2 separate regions of the Anser cygnoides genome follow, and region 1 is linked to region 2. Evidence: chromatin contacts called from public Hi-C data. All regions are on one chromosome and are shown on one strand. The core of a region is the stretch at or near the end of the contact, and the rest is flanking DNA. Distances in the headings are between cores, read along the strand shown.

Region 1 (5,627 bases), core at 2,280-4,779, 49 kb before region 2:
CATGCCAACAGAGAAAATGAAAAATCTCTTGGGCACATGGATAAGTTTTACTACTCCAAGTATAGCCAGAAAAACAAATCATATGACAATGTCTACTTCCCAGGAATGCTGGACACGAAGAAGATCTCGGGCTCTCTTCTCACAATGTGGAATGGCAGCTCAGGGAGCGAGCTGATGCTTTCCCCTGTTAGCAATTCAGGGGCAGCCAGCATGCCTTCAAGCCCAAAGCAAGGCAGGAGGATGAATATTGAAGACAGCCTAGCGCTTCATGCAAAGCCAGTTAAACACAAGGATGTGATGATGGAGACTCTGGGTTCACGACCTAGGAAATACTCTGGTGGATCTCTAAGTCATATGGGAATGTACAGCCGTTCCCTACCCAGGCTTCATAAATCAACAGAAAGCCAGCTGGTGCCGTTAAGTTTGCCCCCAAGAAACTCTCTGGGTAACACTAAAAGGAAAAAACTTGGAGAAAAGGATCTACCTCAGAATGCTTTAGATGCTGACAATTACCTGAATTTTTCTTCGTGCAGCTCAGGGGTTTCACCACATGCAAGTTCTGTTTCTGGGAATAATCCCTATGTTAGTTCGACTCTTAGTGTTCCTGCAAGCCCTCGAATCGCTAAAAAAATGCTTTTAGCATCTTCTTCCTCATTTATTCCAGATGATTTTGATAGACTTGGACTCTCAGGAACAAGTCCCAGTAGTTCGTTCTCCCCTGTGGATTTTGACAGATCGTTCTCTGTCAGAAGAAACCTCTCCACCAGTTCCATGGAATTTGATGACACTGATTTGGAAAGTTACAGACAGACGCCCAACTCGCTGCAAACTTCTGTGAGAGAGCGGAAGAACAGCATCAGCTCCATTTCGGGGAGAGAAGACCTCATGGACTACCACAGGAGGCAGAGGGAGGAGCGGCTTCGGGAGCAGGAGATGGAACGCCTGGTAATTTTTTCTTTTCCTTTGAGCTTCTCATGGCAGCTGGTGTTTGCAAAATGTCTTTTCCAGATCTAGCCATCGGGAGGGTATAGCAAAACATAAGCTGTTGTCTTTTGAAATTCAGATTTCACTGACGTCAGATGCAGTGTTTATTACTGCAGTCCATGAAGCTAATGATTAAGTGGCATGCTGCTGTAACAGCTCAGATGGACAGTGCTGTTCAACCATCCTAAAAAATACGTTGTAACCCACACGAATTGTGTTCCTTCATCCTGTGGGCTTTGCTAAAACGTCTGCGTGCAGAAACCCCACAATTTGCACTGCAGGGTTCCAACACTTCTGTTTCAGTTGATGACAGTGTTTGATGGTGAGTGGGTAAAATGAATTTGTCTCCGCTGCAAGCTGCTCGGAGTCCTGTCTGCTGTGCTGTGGAGTCAGATAGGCGTTGGGGTCGGTTTGATGGACATCATCGGAGTTCTCTCCGCTTGGTTGTGGTTTTACCTCCTGAGAATTTGCATTAAAATACAGGCATTTTTGTTTCTCCCTTGGAGAAGTAGCAGAAGGGGACAGAGCTTCTGTCTTTGTGCAGTAGCTGCAAAACTAGTCAACATAAAACCGCATAAAGCCTCAGCCCTGAATTACTCTTGATAGTAAGGCACAACTTCAACGTGTTATTGAAACAACTGTTAGGTAAAAGAAAAAAAAATCTTCAGAATAGTCAGAGGGAGTTCTTGAAAGGTTTTGCAGTGACCGCCTTGGCCCTACTAACATGCATTCATGCTGTACTGATTTTATTGTCCACTTAGGCACTGACCTATGTCATTACAGGGCCAACGTGTATTATCGGGTCTTCGCCCTTAACTTTGGATGTGTGCTTTCACTCCATCTTTGATAGGTTTGGGCACTTGCGAAGACAGGCTGTGCCCCCAGGACGGAGGGTGAGGAGGCCTGCTGCAGGGGGCAGGGGTTACAGACCCCCCAAAGGGTTACGCTTTTGCACGCCCAAGGAGAAATCATCAGCAGAAGTGCTCATGGGTTATGTCCTCCTCTCTCCCTGCTGCTTTCCTGCTCCGTGTTGAAATCTCCTCGCTGTTGCCAGTCGTGATGTTTTGTGTGTGCCAAGTGGCATTGTCGTGTTATCAGAGGGCTTTCCAGACAGCAGCAATGTAAAACTTGAGCGGTGATCAGTCGTGAAAGACAACACAGGGAGTGTATTTATATTTCAAAGAGAACAGCATTTTTTGCGGTGAGGCACTGGAGATATGGGGTTGTTTCTCTATTCAGTAATGCTAAAAATTGTTCTCGTTTTAAATCTGGATGTAATGGCAACATATTTCTCAGTACTGTTCAGTGTTTCTCAGTACTGTTTTTTCCCCCTTTTTGAGTACCTGGTTGAAGGGTTGCATAGCAGGAGAGTGCCTCCTTCCAGTGCTTTGAGGGTCTGAGTAACCCCACAAATAGGTTTTCAGATCTCTAAGAGGAGGAATATATTTGGTTGAAAAGAAAAAAGAAAGCCAAGTCTCTTAATGTTCCTCCGCAAACTGCCCATCAGCCTGTTGTACATTAGGCCCTGTCCTGTTTTGGTTTATTTTTGTCTTTTTAAGTGGTTGAAGGCATGAGTGTATCCAAACAGGGTCCTCATGTATCCAGCCTGAGTTTCCAAAACACAGCTTTGTCTGATTTTATGGCAGGTGGCATGGATGAAGGTTGGAGATCCAGGTCTGCTCAGGCCTGTTTTGGCGAGCAGGGTGTGTATGGGATAAATGAAAACCCACAACCACCAAATAAGTGCCTTTGGATAGCAAAAACTGCATGCCTTGCATTCTCAGAGATGGGTAAAAGTCCAGACTGAGTGTCTGGTGGGTGAACGGCGGGGGAAGCCCAGTCCTTTTAAGCATAAATATTAGACTAATGCTCTGTGTCTTTGAAGCAAGGCAGGCAGAAGGAAAATGTAGGACTGCTTGGAGGCTCCTCGGAAGGATGAGGCCACTCCGCAAGCCAGATGCCGAGCGGAGAGCAGCGCAGCTGGCACCAGCGCTGCCCCTGCGGCCACCCTGCTGGCACAGGGCTGGCTTGGGCCTCGTGTTTGCCAGCTGCTGTTCACCTCTGAATTTTTTGGCAAAGCCCATGTGCATGTTAGAGTTTGCCCTGGTGTCTGCCCTCTGTCTCTTCCCTTTATTTTTACTCCTTTTGTTGTTGCTTTTTTTCCCCATATAAATTATTCTGCGAGTTTTACTTGTGCTTAGTTTGCTTTTTAAGTGACAGAGGCCCCTCAGGAGGTTTGCATTTTGAGTTGCTGCTACTGTCTGCATACAAAACGAAGTGATCTGCTGTCATCACCCAGACAGATATACATAGAATTGTAAAAAATTGTGCAAATAGTGAAAATGCTCCTTGCGGTTTTTTGGAGTGATTAAAACATCTGAGTTGCAATGTGTCCCTATGCACCAAAGAGAGAAGACATGTACATCGTCGCATAGCATTTGCTGTTGCCCCCTCAAGTTTCCTTTCCATGTGTCTTCTGCCGAAACCAGCTGAACACTGGGGCCGCCTTTGCTCCTGCTGGCTCTGTGTCCAGGCTGGCCTGGTGCCACATCTCTCCGGGCGGATGTTGATCCAAGTTTTACACAAGTAGATGCAACAGCGAGCTATTGCTGAGGATGGCCCGCGAGCCTCGTAAACAAGGAAGAGAGTTAACACTGGGATCTAAGAATAGGCAGTGAGATTCAGTCAGCTATTGAATTCGTGTTTTTTATTTCTTGTTCAAAGAGGAAATCTTTATTCTTTTTTTTTCCCCTGTCTGAGATAAAAGGCAAATTGTTGTAGCTGCTGGAACTGAAAGGCGGTTGTTCTCCCCAGCCCGTGAGGAGGTCGGCGGTGGACTGGCACGGCCAGCAGAGCCAGAGAGATATTAATGCCATCTGTTTTGTTTGACGCCCTCCCGTATGAATAGCACCAGCCTTGGTTTTCTGCTGCTGGCTTTCAGGCAGTACGCTGCCTTTCCCCTAGATGGAGGTAGCTACCCAGAAACGACCCGCTCAGCGTGTGCAGGATACCTTTCGTAGCCCAGCTGCCGGTGTGGATCCAAAGCATATGCTCGTAAATGGAGTTTTATGGGATGCAGGAATCGTGCTGGGAGGGATTTCGGCTTATGTGACCAATGACCTAACAAGCAATAATAGAATTAGGAGAGCTTATCCCCCAGTCTGCACATTCGGAAGAGCACTGAATTTCATTAAGTTTATTCAATAAGTAGGAAGTAATACAGAATTACCCCGAGTCAGGAAAGCACTTTGCATTCATTCATTGCAATTTAGTAAGATGTGCTCGTGTGAGGGGAAAATTGAATGGAAATATTTGGGAACGTTCAAGGTGGTACTGCTTTAAAACTATGGTTAGTAGAGCTCATATAAATCTCCATATAGCTTGGAAAAATCTCATATACATATTTAATAAATTTATTTTGGCACTGTCTTTTTATAGATCCTTTAAATGTAAAGCACCTAAGCTGTATTTAAAAGTGTAAGTGACTTGACTTGCCTCTTAGAGGAACCCCAGCCAAGCAGATAAAGGCTGGGTTGAGATAATTTTTCCTACAGCTAGTGTTGGACAGTCTCTGCAGTGTTATAGAATAGCCACTTAACAGCAGTTTAGTTTAATAAATGAACAAGTGCTGTATAATAGGATAAAACAAACAAACAAATCCCCTGCAGGATATAATTAACACTGATAACTCGGTAAATTTTTACTTTAATTATTCCAGAACTTTTCTGTGGAATCTTTAATAATCCAGAGTGTGGATTTAGTGTACTTAATTTGTGCAGCTCTGTGTTTTATTAAAAGGAGCTATATATAGGAAGAAGGGAAGAAATGAATTTCAGTAGACCTGCTTTTAATTACAGAAGTTGAGCAGTGCTCTACAGCTCCTGTCCTCAGCGTAACTGGGGAACTGGGTTCTGCAAAAGCTCCTCCGTAAAGTTCCTGCCCAGAGGCTGGCTCTGGTCTGTGCCCCTGAGCTGTTTGACTTTTGTCCCTCCATTTCTCTTGTACCTGTAACGGGGAGGCAAGGATCAGGCGTGTTGCTCCTCGGGGCCGCGGCTTTCCTTCTGCAGTTCTCCTCCTTGTGGGTCCCTGCTGGGGAAGGCTCCCTGGGCATCTGCCGGGAGAAACGAATGTGAAACACAGGTGCTTTCTCCGAATTCGGTGCTGCTGCTGATAGCCTCGTAGCCAGAAGACTAAATATAGTAGAACAAGGACTTAATGGTAGAATAAATGAGGCTGAAGTGAGGAAGTGGCACAGGTTAGAGAGGGAAGGGACACAACAGCGGGAGAGCTGCTCTCAGCCCCGGGTAGCAGTCTGGCTTGGAAACAAGCTTCTGTCTCCAAATCTGAGGCAGGTGTGCAATCAACACTTCCTCAAAAACCCAGGCAGGAAAGAGAAGCCTTCCTCCTGCCCCTTGCCCACAGGGTGCTGAACATGGTGGTAAGTATGAAAGTCTGTGGACTTTAATGCTCTGCTCCTGCTGCCTTATTTCCCCCGTCCTTTTTGACTTGCTGCTGCTCAGACGTTTTGTGTTGGAGCCAGGTGTTTGCCTGCCCCTGAGGCTTTTAAAGAGCAGTGGGAGCTGGGAAGGGCAGCAGCCTCCTCTTCAGACAAAGGGAGCCGCTGAGTAGCCACAAACCTCGTT
Region 2 (6,025 bases), core at 2,790-5,289:
CTGTTCCATTGGGTACAAGCTACTGCTTATGAACAGCCTCCCTCAGCTAACTGTCCATTCAGTCATTATTACCTCTGGCGCTTCTTTTCTTCAGAGGATCTATGCTTTGGAAGGGTCTCTTTGGCAAAAGGGGCAAACTATGGCTAATTAATTCGGCTTTTACCTTGGGTGTCGCAGAGTAGGAAAATGGTCACAGACAATTACAATGCTGAGGCTGGTGCACAGGAACTCTGACCTTGTAAACTTTTTCGTGTCTCAGAGCTCACAGAAACTTGCCCATGACCTGGTAACCTTATATTTGAATACTAAGTATTAGCTTGAGACTATGGGAGATTATTAAGAACAGGAGGAAACATTTGTAAATAAGTATAAGCACAAATGATATTCTAATGTAAAGCTTTTGCTATCAAACTGTATTTCAAAATTGTTTTTCATAATTTTCTTTGAAGAAAAACTGTGGGTCTTAATCTGTTAGCTATGATGTAGTACTTTAGCAATATCTGAAGTCTGGCTGGTTTTCATGTAATTGGAAGATTGGATTTATCTCAGAGACATCTCTTCCCCCTGTTGGCTAATACTGGACAAAAGGTTTAAATGCTTCAGTGAGGGACTGACTTAAAAACAGATGAGAAAATTGCAAAAGCCTTATTTCCTTGGAAACAAGGCAGTGAAGAAGGCAAATTAAAGTAGGAAATACATCTCTTTTAACTCAACCATCCAACTGGTGAGATGCTGAAAATTTCTGGGGGGATTTCACAAGCAGAAGTGTTAATCTAGTAACTTAATCTGCTGAACCTATGTAGAAATGCAAATTAGCCTTTTGCTTCTTCAAGTGTTGTTCATTTCAGTTTTAAAATGTAACTTTCTCTTTTCCATTTCAGACAAACATGAAACTAAATTAAAAGGTGTAATTTATTTTCAAGCTATTGAAGAAGTCTATTATGATCATCTAAAGAATGCATATAAGGTAAACTTTCTTTTTACCTGAGTATTATATGGCAGTACCCAAAGTATGCTAGCTGCTGTAAAATTAACGGGAGAGCTAACATTATTTAAAACAAACAAACAAAACAAAAACAGGGTGGAAGAAAAGGAAGATGAAGCCAGAGTAGCTGTTAACACTGTTCTTTTATACTGATGAAAGCAGAGACGGTCCCCCATGGCATTTGCTGTGAGGAGTTCCTTAGTCCATGGGCAAGATCACTGAAATCAGTGGCTTTGGTAAATCAAGAGATGGCTGTATGCATCTGTCACGGGGAGGGAGTTAGCTGCTACTTGCAGCTGATGGCAGTCCCTGCCGCACATATAATGGAGATGACCTGAATATATCCTTGGCACATGGATTTGTGAAAGCCGAAGTGGTTTTGACTGCTGGACATAATACCTGCTCAAGGGGAGTTAATTGTTTAGGCATGAAGCAACAATTTGGAAGCAATGGTTGTGTAATAGTCTACTGAAAATATGTCATTAAAAGTGTTGATTCTGGATGCAAATACTTTAAATGCATCTCTGTCCCCAGTGCTGCAATGTTGGATGCAGTGCTTCCAAATTTTGCATTCTTATATTTCTCCCTAACCCTGTCCTGAATCTCCCTGTAAGCAATGATATCCCTGGTTCTAATAAATGGCTTTGATTTTTCATTCTTTTGATAACCTTCTTTCTGCTTCTTTTTGCTTTATTTTAGAGTCCCAACCCACTACTCACTTTCAGTGTTAAGACACACGACCGGATATACTATATGGTTGCTCCTACGCCAGAAGCCATGAGGATATGGATGGATGTTATTGTTACAGGCGCAGAAGGCTACACCCACTTCATGTTATAACAAAATGGGGCAATAGGGCATACTGCAATAACAGAACATATGAAGTTAGCCATATGTAGTAAAATCTGAAAAGCTGCGTAAAATACCAGTGAATACTCTGAAATAGCCTCCTTATGATATGCACCCAAAACCTGAGAATGAAAGTTTTATAAATGCATTGAAAAGGGGGACTTGTTACTTATTTTAATTGTTCTCTTTATCGAAGCAAAAGAGCTAAGGCTATTGAGAAAATCATAGTGCTCCAAAATGAATAATCAGGCAACTTAAATTACATCTTGATTCAATGATGATTTTGTACAAATTGTTATGTAGAGCACGTCTACATAAAGTTTACAAATGTGTGTGTTCTCATCAGTATGCAAAAATCCTAGTAATGGAACAAAAAAGTGTAATAGCATATATTTTAATATGCAGCATTTGACATTTATAGATGATTAGGTAACTTTTTAAAACTTTTAGTCAAGTATTTTATAAAAATATAAATAAAAAGCAGCCCTAAGGTACACACAATTCTTGCCTTAGTAGCTAAGTATTACAACAGAGCCAAAGAGTTACATGACTCCCTTACTGTAATGTTTCAAAGTGTTAGTTGTACTTAACTTTCTGTAAGGAGACAGTGCCAAAACTCTTCACGATTTTTAAAGTAATTAAATTTTACAATATTCTGTGTGTTTAATCACACAGTGACACCAACTGTGTGTTTCAAGTCTGTATTTATGGAGCTCAAGAAAAAAGAGAAGGACAGCTTTATAAAGATGGGATTTATCCACAAGGCTATGAAATGGAAACACGTATTAATTTTGTCATCAGGAGGACTTTTTTTTTAATCCTCCACATCGAATAGAATGAGCTGATTCTGGATCCTGCAGCAATTTTATTTTATGTGGTCAGGTCCCATCTAATGTGGTTCTAATCTTACTCTGTGCCAAGTGAATGCTCTATTGAAACCTCGCAAGCTTTGGTCCCCATGAAGCCAGCATCAAAGTATCTAAAATCTATCTAAATTCTTTGAAGTCAAGTTTCCAGCCCAGGAGATTTTTTAAAAGCATATCTGCACAGAATAATGCTGTCAGATAGAATCTGACAAACTCTTAAGAGTTTACACTAAGCAGTGTATGAATAAAAACCCTGAAACTATTAAGTAGCAGGGGGTTAGGGACTCCTAAAACGATGAAAATATGGAGGGTATGGTGGTCTCCCATTTTAGAATCAAGAATCACGTCCAAGTCCTTGAGTAATATTGCAAAACCTCAATTATGTAATTGAACTGTACGTCAAGGAAGTCTCTTATGCTCTGACTTTAAAGAGGTTTTATTTCAGTAATCAAAACTTGTGCCAAGTGGTTTGTGTAATAAAAAAAAAGCACATTAGACTTTTTTTCTTGATGGAAAGTTAATGGCTTTTGATGGAGCAAATTAAAAACTGTAAGCAGAATAGAAGTATGCTGGCAAAATATTTTTGTTATCCTATTTAAACCCTGTATCGAATGGATGAATTCTTCTTTGTGGCATACACAGGTGATACGGTTGCTCTAGCATGACATGGCAGTTTTGACTTGAATCACGAAAGAAGGAAGGGTTACTGCGAGGTAATTGGTATCATCTGTGCAGATCACAGTTTGTAATCTAATGATTTAAAACACTATCAGAAATGAACTGCTTTGTTTTATATAATTATTATTTTTTTCCCGATGTATCTCGATTTTAATTCTAAGTATGGTTATAAAGGTTTTCTAATCATGATTTTTGTATCCTGCATGATGCGATGAAGGCATTTCAATAAACATTTTTAAAAATAAACTTGTTTTAAACATTCACTCGATTCTTTATCCTGGTGTGTTTGTGCTCGTCTTTCAAATAATGTTGTATACACTTGAACAAGCATGTCTGTGTTTCTCAGTAAAAATGCTACCCTTCCCTGTGTTTCCCAGTAGAAGAGCTACTGAAAACAATTTTTAGATGGCAGTGAAATTATGAGTGGGGACTGTGGTGTACATAGGTGTATTATATAACACACTCCTCATTTTTATGACCCTCCCCGTTTGAGAAACATATCACCAGCCTTGCCTGCGGCATTTATTTGGATATTATAAAGCAAGAACTGCTCAGGGGCCTCCCCCTTTCCCTAATACCCGGCTAGGAGGTGACTCAAGGGCAAGCGGCCACCACCCCACCGTGGAAGCCCGGCGCTTTTTGACTCCTCCCCTGCCTCGGGCCCCATCGTTCCCCAGAGAGAGCACCTGCTCCCCGAGCCCAGCCCCTGTCGGCGCAGGAGAGCCGAAGCGAGGAGGCGCGGGGGCCTCGCACCGCCCTGCCCTGCCGTCCCTCCGGGCCGGGCGGGCAGGTTCCGCCCCGCAGCGGCTGCCAGGAGCCGCGGGGCCGGCGGCAGGCCCGTCACGCAGCCGCCATTTGCCGGCCGCCGCCGCATGCGCGCTCCTGCGCCATGGCGGCCATGGGCGCGGCGCGGGGGCTGCGGGGGGCCGGCGGCTTGTGGCAGCCGCTGCGGGCGGCGCCGGGGCTCGCTGGTAAGGCACAAGCCCCCGGGCAGCCCCGCTGGCCGCGGCCCTGGGCGGGCACGGAGGCGGGAGGGCCGGGGGTTGCCTCGTCGTGGCGGCTCGGGGCGTGCGCTGAGGGGCGGGCGGGCGCTGCCTCCCCCGAGATGGCGGGGAGTGCCGGGGGGGATCGTGAGGGGCAAAGCGGGCTGGGGTCAGCCGGCAGCCCCCTGCCCGGCGGAGCTGCCTTCACCCGCTGCTGCTCCAGGCCCTGCCTATGTGGTGGTGCTGGAGCGTTCCCCAGGGTGTTTGGGGATTTCTTCGGCTTTGATGGGCGGCTGAGCTGTCAGTCGTGGTTGCTGCGAGTCATAACTCAAATTGCAGAGTTTTTGGAAGGAATAGAGTTTCATAGCATCGGGCAAGCATCCTATGCCTTCCTCTAGTTAACGTCTGCTGTCCATACATGGCTTCTGGTACTAGATACCACCATGCACCCTCCACAAGTGCTCCCCTGCTCTTCCCGAGGTCTGTCACTGAAATCAGGAGGAGAAATTACTGGATAGCTCTTCAGTTATTGATGGCTTCGACTCTAGAGTGCAACCCCAGTGAAGTGGGCTCTCTGATGGGCTGGCTGAGGAGGTTGCTTTAGGTTTTTGGGTTATTCGGGTTAGCGTTACTGCCGATGCACTTAGAGTAACTTGTCAAGTGCACGAGACTAGTTCACAAGATAGTTTGGACAGCAGCTGTTTGTAGCTCAGTTTAAACCCTGCCCAGTGTCAGTTTGAGGACACCTCCAGAGTGCTGCAGGATGCTGGCCTGTGGTACCTAATCACTTCCAAGATGGTTATCAAGGCTTAAGGGAGGGACCAATACTCCTAACCCTTTTTTTCTATGAGGTGTAGCAATTCTTGGTGTACCTCTTACTGACAGGTGAAGAAGTGACTGGAGTACTTACAGAAACACACATGAACCAGAGGTTGTAGGGTGAATGCATCTAAATAAATATACTTCTCTTGTGGTGTTTATTCCCCTTCATAATAATCAGTGCATTGGTAGAATAAAGAACTGTCCCATCTTTTCATGAGAGATATAGTGGTTTTAATCTCTAGTTCAAATGGGATAATTTCTATTAGAGCAGAACACTAAACACTCACTGTATGCTGTGTCTTTTCTGCACGTACCTTTGCACTCAAATGCATGTGCAATGGAGGAAAAAAAAAAAAAAAAGCTTGAATACAATCTCTCTGATAGTGAGAGAAAGCAGCAGAACAGTGAAGTGATGTGATGCTGTCAAGGCCTGTTTTTGCAGTGTTTTAACCAATGTTTATACCACCAGGAAGGCCTGTTATACCATTTGGGGCTGTGCAGGCTCTGTACCCTACTGTTGATTAGCAGCATTCAAGAACCAGGCCTCTTCTAACCCAAGAATTAAGAGTGTCAAAGTCTTATCAGAAGTCTAGACCAAGCTTTCAGTTTAACAAATTAATCTTGCTGAGTGGGATAATGGAGTGGATTAATTCCTCTTAACACCTCTCTATAAACCACTTACCTTCACCCGTAGTAAAGATAAAACTTACTGCTAAGACTAGATTAAATACTATAGCAGCCACTGAGATTCAGCATTGTGTTCGTTTGGTAGTGTTTCCTTTGTTAATCTCTTTTCCTTGGTGGAAACTATATTTTTGGATGGTTATTAATGTGAATAACAG

What was found. A called contact is a pair of places that touch in the nucleus more often than the background predicts.
Region 1: a Hi-C map of liver shows a contact between it and region 2, with 2.6 times the contacts expected there. The contact joins the enhancer-like site here to the promoter of ABHD10 in region 2. A contact is called at or near these places in 2 of 7 Hi-C or Micro-C datasets (both in liver).

What each region holds. Positions count from the first base shown.
Region 1 is chr1:91,236,358-91,241,984 of Taihu_goose_T2T_genome, reverse strand. It overlaps PHLDB2 (pleckstrin homology like domain family B member 2), which reads left to right. Exons shown (of 20, transcript XM_048057375.2): 3 at 1-945. LOC136791444 (a long non-coding RNA gene) reads right to left here. Exons shown (of 3, transcript XR_010833538.1): 2 at 4,990-5,095; 3 at 2,862-4,104. Among named protein-coding and RNA genes, the nearest start is that of PHLDB2, 31 kb to the left of the region's middle. Within about 2 kb of position 3,529, at least 2 of the 3 cell types and tissues checked have open chromatin away from gene starts, as enhancers often do. A contact at or near this core is called in liver, where this site is marked.
Region 2 is chr1:91,187,203-91,193,227 of Taihu_goose_T2T_genome, reverse strand. It overlaps ABHD10 (abhydrolase domain containing 10, depalmitoylase), which reads left to right and starts at 4,039. Exons shown (of 5, transcript XM_048057396.2): 1 at 4,039-4,349. The coding sequence starts at 4,268. PHLDB2 (pleckstrin homology like domain family B member 2) reads left to right here. Exons shown (of 20, transcript XM_048057375.2): 19 at 882-967; 20 at 1,685-3,641. The coding sequence ends at 1,825.